2 separate regions of the Bos taurus genome follow, and region 2 is linked to region 1. A link is a contact called in public Hi-C data. All regions are on one chromosome and are shown on one strand. Each heading gives the region's core, a stretch centred on a gene start, on an enhancer-like site or on the middle of the called end of the contact. The rest is flanking DNA. Distances are from core to core; before and after follow the strand shown.

The links. Hi-C and Micro-C count contacts between places; a contact is called where the count stands out from the background.
Region 2: a contact with region 1 is called in a Hi-C map of skeletal muscle, with 4 times the contacts expected there. The contact joins the enhancer-like site here to the promoter of PYCR2 in region 1. A contact is called at or near these places in 2 of 11 Hi-C or Micro-C datasets (liver and skeletal muscle).

The regions. Positions count from the first base shown.
Region 1 is chr16:28,947,115-28,953,065 of ARS-UCD2.0, reverse strand. PYCR2 (pyrroline-5-carboxylate reductase 2) reads left to right here and starts at 3,691. Exons shown (of 7, transcript NM_001075181.1): 1 at 3,691-3,849; 2 at 4,130-4,200; 3 at 5,260-5,439; 4 at 5,534-5,755. The coding sequence starts at 3,783.
Region 2 is chr16:28,996,468-29,002,345 of ARS-UCD2.0, reverse strand. No RefSeq gene overlaps it. Among named protein-coding and RNA genes, the nearest start is that of SDE2, 21 kb to the left of the region's middle. Within about 2 kb of position 2,180, at least 4 of the 102 cell types and tissues checked have an H3K27ac peak or open chromatin away from gene starts, as enhancers often do. A contact at or near this core is called in skeletal muscle, where this site is marked.

The DNA of each region.
Region 1 (5,951 bases), core at 2,442-4,941:
GGGAGGAAAGGAAGCCAGGTTGAAAGAAGAGGGAGGAGGTGGGAGAGGAGGGTGAAAGGGGTGGCCTTACAGACGTCTCCTGCCACCTGTAGATACCCAGGCGTTATGGGACTTTACCCTGGGCCTCCAGAGAAGGGAGGACTGGAACTCGGCCCTACCAGAAATCTGCCCAGAACAGAACCAGAATTCGAGTTCTCTACCAAGTGGAGGTGATCAGTCGCCAATCCTCAGCTCAGGCTGAGGCCCTTCCACCAGATTCCTGCATCCAGGACCAGCGGACTAGAAAAAAGTGGAACGATAAGAAGGGGTAAGGAAAGGAAAGAGAGAGGGCAGGGGAAAGAAGTCAATAAAGTCTCTTGTTCCTTACTGGTCAGGGCACTCTGGCCAGTTGTCCACATCAGGAGGAGACCAGGGACAAAAGGGTCCCATTTGCAGCCACTGGGTCCCATTTGCAGCCATTGGCAGGCAAGCTGGCTCCTGAGTACCCCGAGTGGTCAGGGTATCAGTCGCAGAGAAGAGTCCCGCCAGAGTTGCCATTTGTTGCAGGAAGGGGGACCCCTTCCAGGGCCCAAAACTGGGCTCTTGTCTAACACTTGGAAATGAATTGTCCGAGGAGACACATGTGCTGACAAAGCAAGAGATTTTATTGGGAAAGGGCACCCGGGTGGAGAGCAGTAGGGTAAGGGAACCCAGGAGAACTGCTCTGCCACATGGCTCACAATCTTGGGTTTTATGGTGATGGGATAGTTTCCAGGTTGTCTTTAGCCAATCATTCTGACTCAGAGTCCTTCTTGGTGGTGCACACCTTGTTCAGCCAAGATGGATGCCAGAGAGAAGAATTCTGGGAGGTGGTTGGACATGTGGTGTCTCCTTTTGATCTTTCCTGAACTCTTCCGGTTGGTGGTGGCTTATTAGTTCCCTGTTCCTTACCAGGACTTCCTGTCATAAAACAACTCATGCAAATAGTTACTATGGTGCCTGGCCAGGGTGGGCAGTTTCAATCAGTGTGTTTCCCCTAACATGAGGACAAATGAACCTACTATCCAGAGACAGACCAGGAAGGCCTTGAGACTGAAGAAATGAAGCATGGCCCACTTTCCTGGGACAGCTAAAGGGGAACAAGGGGGCGGGACTGTGGGGGGTGAGAAGGGAGGAAGGGCAGGAACAGCTGAACCCATCTGACTGGTGGATGAGAGGATCAGAGGAGAGGTGAGGTGGGCAATCTTGGAATCTTAGCAAACTCCCCACTTTCTTTCTGGGCTTCTCTGTCCCTTCAGATGGAGTAAAGGGATAGAGTAGGCACCCAAGAAGACAGGTACCAGATAAGGAGAGTGTATGTCTGTGGTTGAATAGAAGCATCAGCCTCTGACCATTCCTGAGGGTGTGTCCTAAGTGGCTGGGTGGTGAGGAAGTCCTGTCCCGTTCTGTCCCATTCCATCCCATCCTATCTCATCTATTCAACACTTGTGCCCAGGGCTTCCCTGGTGGCTCAGCTGGTAAAAGAATCTGTCCGCAACGTGGGAGACCTGGGTTTGATCCCTGGGTTGGGACGATCCCCTGGAGAAGGGAACAGCTACCCACTCCAGTATTCTGGCCTGGAGAATTCCATGGACTGTATGGTCCATGGAGTCGCAAAGAGTTGGACACAACTGAGTGACTTTCACTTGTTACTTGTTGTTATAAACACTTGCTTCCAAAGGAAATTCATAGGCATCAAACATAATGGTCATGAGAGCCACAACAGGGGCCACTGCACAAACAAAATGGATCTTTAGTCAGCAAGGTCATCATAAGAAAATAAAATCTGAGTGACTGAGCATCTGTACAATGGACTACTAAGTAGTCACCAAAATCTTATTTTAAATAACTTTCTAGTAACTTTGGAAAATATTTATTGTATATCTAGCAGAGAAATTTCAAAACCATATGTGTATCATTTATTTCCAATGATGGAAAAGGTCTGTATGCACAGAAAATAATGTGTAAGGAAATGTACCAAATATGCCTGCAAGAAACGATCCTTAGGAAGTATGACTATGGGTGATTTTGACTTCTTACTTTTATTTTTTTGTATTTTCCAACTTTTTCTCAATATGCATGTATTATTTGCTAATCAGAGAAAGTTACCAATGAGGCAGTTCTACGCATCAGGTGGCCAAAGTATTAGAATTTCAGCTTCAGCATCAGTCCTTCCAATGAATATTCAGGACCGATATCCTTTAGGATGGACTGGCTGGATTTCCTTGCCGTCCAAGGGACTCTCAAGAGTCTTCTCCAACACCACAGTTCAAAATCATCACTTCTCTTAAATTTACTAGTGATGAAAAAGTAAACATCACATTTGTGAAGCTTTTGAAAGCAAGTAGCATGGTCGGGGGGATACCTTAGTCAGGTCCTAAGGAGCCTTAGAAGGAAAGTTATGACCAACCTAGACAGCATATTAAAAAGCAGAGACATTACTTTGCCAACAAAGGTTCGTCTAGTCAAGGCTATGGTTTTTCCAGTAGTCATGTATGGATGTGAGAGTTGGATTGTGAAGAAAGCTGAGCTTTTGAACTGTGGTGTTGGAGAAGACTCTTGAGAGTCCCTTGGCCTGTAAGGAGATCCAACCAGTCCATTCTAAAGGAGATCAGTCCTGGGTGTTCATTAGAAGGAATGATGCTAAAGCTGAAACTCCAGTACTTTGGCCACCTCATGCGAAAAGTTGACTCACTGGAAAAGACCCTGATGCTGGGAGGCGGGGGCAGGAGGAGAAGGGGACGACAGAAGATGAGATGGCTGGATGGCATCACCGACTCGATGGACGTGAGCTTGAGTGAACTCCTGGAGTTGGTGATGGACAGGGAGGCCTGGCGTGCTGCAATTCATGGGGTCGCAAAGAGTCGGACATGACTGAGCGACTGAACTGAAGGAGCCCATCATTTCCTAAACAGAGGAACTGGTTCTGTTTGCAATCCTAGTTAAGAAAGACCAATCGCGTAAACCATGTCGGATCAGATCAGTCGCTCAGTCGTGTCCGACTCTTTGCGACCCCATGAATCGCAGCACGCCAGGTCTCCCTATCCATCACCAACTCCCGGAGTTCACTCAGACTCACGTAAGTTCAAGTCAATAACCAGGGCTTCTCCACCGCCTCCCCGCGCGTGCCGAGACGGTGCGGGCGGTAGCAGGGGAACTCCCAGCTCCAACGTAGATAATCCCCGGGTGCACCGAGAAGCCTGGTTTGTAGCCCACGGGCCTCCAAGCTCCAGTCTAAAGCCTCACCGGGAGCGTCACATTCGTCCCCTCAAATCAGCAACCTGGAGAGTTTCTCTAGCTTTCGAAAGGCGGCTGACGGACAGCGCCAGAAATAATATAAGCCAGACCTCGCCGCCGGCCTCAGCCTAGGGCCGTGCACGGGTGCCAACGGCAATCTCCGCCCTGAGGTGGGGGCGGGGCTCCGGGGACACCCAGGGCGGGGGCGTCCGCGACGCTTAGATCCGGGCTTCGCGCGCTGGGACGGAGCTTCCGCCCACTAATCCTGTGTCAGAAGGCGTGCACACGTCCCCGTCCCGGCCGTGGATTGGTCCCCCTGGCAGGGCGGGGCCGTTTGGAACCCTGTGGCGTCGTAGGTGAGCGTGAGAGAGGCGGGGTTGTGGAATAGACGCCGGAAGCTGCGAGCGTTTCGCGGGATCTGGCTCCTCGTCGCCGGGCCGACTACGCTCTCGGTTCTCCACGTTTCTCTCAGGGCCCCTCTGAGCGGACTCCTGCGGCGGCCGGGCAGACGCGGAGCCCGGATAACCATGAGCGTGGGTTTCATCGGCGCCGGCCAGCTGGCCTGCGCCTTGGCGCGGGGCTTCACGGCCGCAGGTAAGCGCCTGAAGGCGGGAGGCGGGTGCGCGGAAGGTCCACAGCTTAGCTTGTGACCGCCCTCCGCCGCACGAACGTGAGGGAATGAAGAAAGGGGAACTTGCGTCTGCTAGGGAATTAAGGATTCCTAAATCCCTAATAAGGGATTAAGGGGTAGGGGGTCACCAGCGACCGTCTCCATAACGGTCGGAGTGGCGTGGGTTTTGACTCTGCTCTCCCAGGGAAAACATGGGAACCGGGTGGGCCATGATCCCCAGTTGAAAAACCCTGTCTTCTGTAGGCATCCTGTCGGCTCACAAAATAATAGCCAGCTCCCCGGAAATGGACCTGCCCACGGTGTCCGCTCTCAGGGTAGGTGGGGCATGAGGGTTTGGGGAAGGGGGTGGAGACCCAGGAGAAGGGTGGCCTGATGAGCTGAACCCCTGTGCTGTTCCGTGCCCGGCGCTGACCTTCCCACCAGGAGCATCACTATCCTGCATCTTTCCTGGGGAGCTCAGGGTTGTGCGAGCAGCCAGGCACGACTGGGTTGGTCGACTTGGGTTCCAATCCAGACACAAGGTTAGTTGAGATTTTGATGTGTGAAAAGCACCTAGCACATAGTAGGTACCCAATAAAATACTCACTTTGCTTCATCCACTAGCTCAGTTAAGGTACTTAGCTGAGGTACTTAGCTTAAGCAGTTAAGGTACTTAGGTGCTCTGAGCCTCAGTTTCCGCATTTATAAAATGAAGCCCACAGTAGTCACTTTGCTGAGCTATTCTGAGGCGTAAATGAGCATGTTGGGAAAGAACCTGGCAAGTTAGTTTTCCCTCTTTCTAAACAAAGAATATCCCAAGTCTTCACCCAGAACCTGAGCAGTGTGGGAGAGGATGGCTAACGAGGCAGGCGGCAGGTAACAGGCAGTGTCTGGGCCTGGGATGGCCGGGACTGTCATCACCGGACGGCCTTGTTTCTTAGTGTGAAGTCTTAGAGGGGTGTCCTCCATTCCACCCCTGGACCACACAGAGACCAGGCACCCTGATGAACAAGTGTCCAGGCTTGGGATAGAGCCCTGCTTCTGACCATTGGGCACCAGCATTTCACCTTTCCCTTTACCTGTGCCATTTTTCAACCATGGAGACATCTCACCTGGCAGAGGGGTGCCTTGGGTGCCAGAGAACTGGTGGGGATGGGGGACAGCGATTTCCTGTTTGCCATGGGAAGCTTGTCCATGTCCAGCACTCACTTGCCCAGTAGCAACACTGGAAAACTTCGAGGCAATGGGGGTAGGGGCTAACTCTGAGGGGAACAGGGCAGGGAATTCCAGGCTGCCCTTGGCCACGTGAGCTTGGAGGGGTTCAGCTGCTCCTTGAGAGGACCAGGGCTCATGAGGCTGCCACAGAGTGTGAGCCTGGTGGTCTCCTCCTGCAGAAGATGGGTGTGAACCTGACCCGGAGCAACAAGGAGACGGTCAGGCACAGTGACGTCCTGTTCCTGGCCGTGAAGCCACACATCATCCCCTTTATCCTGGACGAGATCGGTGCCGACGTCCAGGCCAGGCACATCGTGGTGTCCTGTGCGGCTGGCGTCACCATCAGCTCTGTGGAAAAGGTGTCCATCTCAGCCCCGGCGCCCCTGTTGGTGGGAGGAGGGGGTGGGTGCTGGTGGGACTGGCAGTTCACTCGGCCCTCTGCCTTCACCCCAGAAGCTGATGGCGTTCCAGCCGGCACCCAAAGTGATCCGCTGCATGACCAACACACCTGTGTTGGTGCGGGAGGGTGCAACAGTGTATGCCACAGGCACCCACGCCTTGGTGGAGGACGGGCAGCTCCTGGAGCAGCTCATGAGCAGCGTGGGCTTCTGCACGGAGGTGGAGGAGGACCTGATCGATGCCGTCACAGGGCTCAGCGGCAGCGGGCCTGCCTATGTGAGGCCCTCATATACTCAGCCCTCTGGGGACCCTGGGATGCAAGCTGGGCTGGCAGGCAAGCCTGGGCTGGGGGTGTCGCCCACCTCTTGGGCGAGGCTGTCTGGTGGAGGAGGTTGACCCTTGGAGCTAGTTGTCAGGAAAAGACCCTAGTGTGTGCCCCTGAGTACCTGCAGCCCCGGGGCTCAGTGAGTGT
Region 2 (5,878 bases), core at 931-3,430, 51 kb before region 1:
TGAGATCATTATTTGTGGCTGTGGTTTGTCCAGCTTTCACTGGTGCACATGTGGGATGGTAATGGGCTTCTGTTGGGGTTCATTTCAATGGCTTAATCTTTTCCCCCCCTGCTTGATTGAGAAATAATTGACATACATCACTGTTTAAGTTGAAGAAATACAGCATGATGATTTGATATACATATTTTGTGAAGTGATGACTACGATAGTTTTAACTAACATCTGTCTTCCCAAATATATACAATAAAAAGAAAAGAAAAAAGGAAAAATACTGTCGTGATGAGAACTCTTAGGATTTACTCTCTTAACTTTCCTACGTACCACACAGCTGTGTGGAGTAGAGGTGATTTAAATGTGTTTCGAGTGTACAGCAAAGAGATGCAGTTATACATACACATATATTCATTCTTTTTTAGATTTTTTTCTTACACAGGTTATCACAGCCTAGTACTTTTTAATCCTAAAAGTATGTACCTTTTAACTATCTTCCTCCAGTTCTCCCTTCCCCACCCTCCACCTCTGGTAACCTCTCTTTTTCAATAAAAGAGTTTGATTTTCTTTGCAGGGTTCCACATGTAAGTGAGATTATGAATTTGCCTTTCTCTGACTCAGTGTTACTTTCTTGCTCACAGTTTGATTTTGAGGTACTAACCTTTCCCCTCATTCCTAGTACTGCTACAGAGCTTCCTTGTATTCCTTTACTCACTTCAGAGGGGGTTGGCAAGAAGGGGTTCAGTGTGCGTCCTCAGCTGACCATCCTGCACCAGTCCCTGTTAGTGGATTTTCTAAATCAAAAGTGCCTCCTAGAAAGTTCAATGATTTAGTAGCAGATGTTAACAACTCTAGGCTGCCTCTGATCAAAATCAGTAAGGTGCCAACTGTTCAACTTCACGACACCCCTTGTGTGTCTCAACTAGCACATGGAGGAGGTGGCACTGTGTCACATAGGCCCTCGCTCTCAGCCATCTGTCAACCTGTTTCTGGGGAGAAGTCTGATTCAGGTCTACTTTCCTTCACAAGTAGGAAGGAAAAGAAGTGAGGAATTAGGAGTGTAGACAAATAATAAAACGGGTATTCAGTACTGAGAAGGCCCCCAGGGCTGGATATATCTCAGTTTACAACTAGATCACTTGCTACATTTCCAGGATAGGGAGGCCTGTCAGGTCTCTGCCTGTTGAAGTTCTCATCTTTCCAGACAGCTCACATTACCTTCTGCAACTGTGGGTCTCTGTGAAAGGAAACAGTGGGCTGATATTAAGGGTTTATTCTGCAGACCTACAGTTTCTGAACATTGTTTATTGTGCACGTCTATCAGTAAAACTTTGGGGGTGTGCACCCCAGATGATATCACTCATTTATTTAGAGCTCCATCGGCCTTTGACTAAAAAGCCCAAGGGCTTACTTAAAATCCCTGGCAACCCCTTCAGTCTATGCCCTCACCCAGCTCTGACCTTATCTACTCCTACCTCGCTCCATCTCAGCCAAGGCAGCCTCCTTGCTATTGCTTGGATAAACCGAATCCACCAAAGACACTCTGCTTCCACAGTTCCGCACTCACTTCCTTCTCTCTGGAACATTCTATCTCTGGTTGTCCACAGGTGTGCCTCTTCTCTTATTTAAAATAGCAGCTACTCCTCCCCCCATAGACATCCCTATCTTTCTTTCCTGCCTGTTCTTTTTCATAGTACCAATTTCATGCTATATATTTTGCTTGTTTATTATATGTTGTCCCCCCCCCACCACTACTTACCATAGAGATAAGCTCCATCAGGGCAGAAATATTTGTCTGTTTTGCTAAAGCCTGGTACATAGAAGCTGCTCAAAAAATATTTAATGAATGAATGAATGTATTGCTTTCTTAATATGATGTGTTTTATGAAACAATAAGCAATTCCAAGTATATTTGCCATCCATCCGTGTATTGCATGGCATATCCCATGGTGTACCTTTGAAACCTTTGCTTGTAGACTTGGGGTGCCTTTGAAGGTCGTTGTGGAAAATGACCGGAACTGAATATTTTATCAAAATAAAGTATTTTGATATTTTATCAAATATTTTGAATAGTTGAAGTCAGGGCAGGAAGGGCAACCCTACAGAAGGATTCTATTGCTCAGCACCTGCCAAGCAACAAAACGCGGCCAATTTGTGGAGGAAGAAAGACTTTTCGTGTTGCCAGTAGAGGGCGCTGGTCACCAACGAATGTGAGCAAGGGCAGGGGCAGGAAGGGAACCTGCTCCGAGGTGAGGTGACACAGATAAATGGCAAATAGAAGGCAGCTGGCCTGATTTGACCAGGCTCTGTCCTTTCTGATCCTGGGATTCCCATATTTCACTTCAGCTTTCACTCTACCAGGTGTGAATAAATCATGTATAGGCTTGCTGAATGAGGGCTTTGCTGGTGACTCAGTGGTAAAAAATCTGCCTGCCAAAGAAGGAGACATGAGTTCAATCCCTGGGTGGGGAAGAACCGCTGGCGAAGGAAATGGCAACCCACTCCAGTATTCTTGCCTGGAGAATTCCGTGGACAGAGGAGCCTGGCAGATTGCAGTCCAAGGGATCGCAACTAGTTGAACACGAGTGAGCCATCGATCACTCGAGCACACAGGCTTGCCAAATATCCCAAAAAACTGCTGCTGCTGCTGCTAAGTCGCTTCAGTCGTGTCCGACTCTGTGCGACCCCAGAGACGGCAGCCCACCAGGCTTCCCCGTCCCTGGGATTCTCCAGGCAAGATCACTGGAGTGGGTTGCCATTTCCTTCTCCAGTGTATTAAAGTGAAAAGTGAAAGTGAAGTCGCTCAGTCGTGTCCGACTCCTAGCGACCCCATGGACTGCAGCCTACCAGGCTCCTCCGTCCATGGGATTTTCCAGGCAAGAATTCTGGAGTGGGGTGCCATTGCCTTCTCCCAACTGCTACTTTTCAACAAACAACTCTTTCCTAATCACTTGCTGCTGTTTTCTGATGGAGGAATTTGAGTATCCAATTTGAGTAACAACTGCTTTGTTTTTGTGTTATAAAAAAATTAGGGGGACTTTTCTGACGATCCGGTGGTTAAGAGACCGCATCCTGGATGCAAGGGCACGGTTTGATCCCTGGTAGGGGTCGCCAAGAGTCGGACACGACTGAGCAACTTCACTTTCACTTTTCACTTTCATGCACTGGAGAAGGAAATGGCAACCCACTCGTGTTCTTGCCTGGAGAATCCCAGGGATGGTGGAGCCACAGGCTGCCCGTCTATGGGGTCGCACAGAGCTGGACACGACTGAAGTGACTTAGCAGCAGCAGCAGGGGAACTAAGATCCTGCATGCTACGCGGCGGAGCCTAAAATAAAAATAAAAAATAGGAGAGGCAGGTACAGCTGTATTTTGTACACCTCTGCCATATTTATTTCTACTGGCGTCCTCAGGTCACTTTAGTGGGAACTGTGTGCTCTGCCCTTACAGCTGGCAAATAGCCCATAGCCCATCTCTGTCCCCAAACACAGAGACATGAGGAAATATACCATCTTCTCTTTCTTCTCTCTGCAGAAAGGTTGCAGGGAGATTCGACCACAGACTAAGAGCAGACAGCAAAATGGGGACAACAGGGAGACCTCAGGCTGGGAGTGAGGGGGACAAAACCCCCTCCTCCGCCCTGGAAAATCAGAGATAAGTGGCTACTTCTGCTTAAAGTCAGTCCCCCAAGTCACCCTAAGTAGTGTTGAGGCAGACAGGGGTCCCTTAGAGAGGCAGATGGGGTCCCTTAGAGACGCCACTTCCCTTGGCTCACTTGATGGAATTAGGGAGGCTCTTTGGAGAAGGAAATGGCAACCCACTCTAGTATTCTTGCCTGGAGAATCTCACAGTCAGAAAATCCTGGCAGGCTACAGTCCATGGGGTCGCAAGAGTCGGACATGACTTAGCAACTATACCACCACCACCTGGGACTGCCTGGAAATCCAGAGTGGGCACAGCTAGGCATGGAGAGGGAAACCCAACAGGCAGGCTCCTGGGGAGCTGGCGGGTCTGTCCCCTTCTCTGTGGAGCCACCACAGAATGCCTGGATGTTCAGGGTGCTGTGATTCTGTGGCTCCTCAGGGGCTGTAATACATCCCTAGGCCCCAATTTTGTCTTCATCTAAATTGACTTAGTGTGCATGTCAACTGATGTTATCAAAAACAAATACCAGGCCTTTGACTTCGAAAGTGATTTTATTTGAATAAAATACTATCTCTTCGTAGATTGAAGTTCTACATAAGATTCAATTTATAAAAACAAGGTTTCTTGATAAAGCAACTTTGAAAGCTTCGAGACATTAATTCTTTATATTGGTATTTTGGAAATATGATTTTTGGAAAAATGGATAGTCCAGAACAGAATAATGTAGGGGAAAAAAACAATGAAAAATAACCTTGCAATGTAAGAATGAAATATTGTAACTGTTATAATGTTGAAAGAGACCAGACATAAAAATGGCATTTACAGATTACAAAATTATTATGTAATTTGTGATTTTATAATAATGTAAACACCGCTTATCTAGGGAAAAAACAACTGGAAGGAAATACAGGTTAATGTTTACCAATATGATCACTGGAGGCTGTGAAAACAGATTACTCCCTGCTTCTCCCCAATCTCATATATTTCCCAAATATTCTATGATCTATGATCAGGTTACTTTTGTTGGGGGGACTACGCACCTGTTCTCTGTATCTACGAGTCATTATTTTGTTTTGTTAGACTCCATGTATAAGAGAGATTATACAGTACTTGTATTTCTCTGATTTATTTCACTTAGCACAATGCCATCAAGGTCCATCCATGTCGTCAAAAATGGCACGATTTCCTTCTTTTTATGGTTGAATAATATTCCATTGTGTGTATATGTATATACTTTTTATAATAATGAAACACGTTCTGACTCTTTGCTGGAATATGTCACTGTCTTGCTTTTGTTCAAAAAAGTACTGGTTGAGCACCGGCCTTGCACTCTGCTCCTGGGATGCCTTTCTCATAGAGCTCAAATCCAGCAGCCGCAGTCAATGTTTACAATGTGGCTACAGCAGTTTTCTATGGAGAACGTGCAATAATAAAGCATATTCATGGGCGATGTGGCACGAAAAAGGAGGAATCATTCCATCTGGCAGAGTGAGTCAGGGTCACTGGGGAGACAGCTGGGAGCCTGGGCTTTAAAAATAATCCTCTATCCCAGACCAAAAAGTGGATATAAACTGAGGGAGTTCTTAATAAGAAGTAGTATTTGCAGGCCACACATGATTCAAAAAGTCCTTTCCAGTCCCTCGGCGGTGCCAAGGCTGGTGGTGGTGGGGAAGCCTAGCTGTTGCCTTCTGCCTCCCATAACAGAGCTTCCCAGGCCTTCCCAAATAAACAGACAAATCTACGTTGAAAACGATGCTCAAATACTTTATCTAATTTGCTCCTCATCACAGCCCTTCCAAGTAGATGTTGTTATCATCCTCTTTGCGCACAGGAGACTAGCGCTTACAAATAGGAAATGACCAGCCCCAGAGCACACAGCTCTGGAGGGCTGAGCTGGGGATGAAGCTGGGGACTTTGAGCCTACACGCTTTCCATCCATCTTCGGGCCTTGTCCACTGACCTTCCCCGAGCCCAGCCTGATAGGGGGATGCCCTGGAGGACCCCTGAGGCCAGGGCGGCACAGCTTCTCCAGACACACCCGTCAGAGGAGACCCAGGCCCTCAGGACCCCTGATTCCTATCTTTCCCCACTGGGCCCAGAGCATTTCAGGATGAGACCCCTTTCACACCTCTTTCTTCCTTTGCTGTGAGGTAGCTCAGTGTCCATCCCCTCTGCCTTGCCTTCAGAATCCACTGGGAATTCCCTGGCTGTCCAAGGTCTGGGACTCTGCGCTCCCCATGCA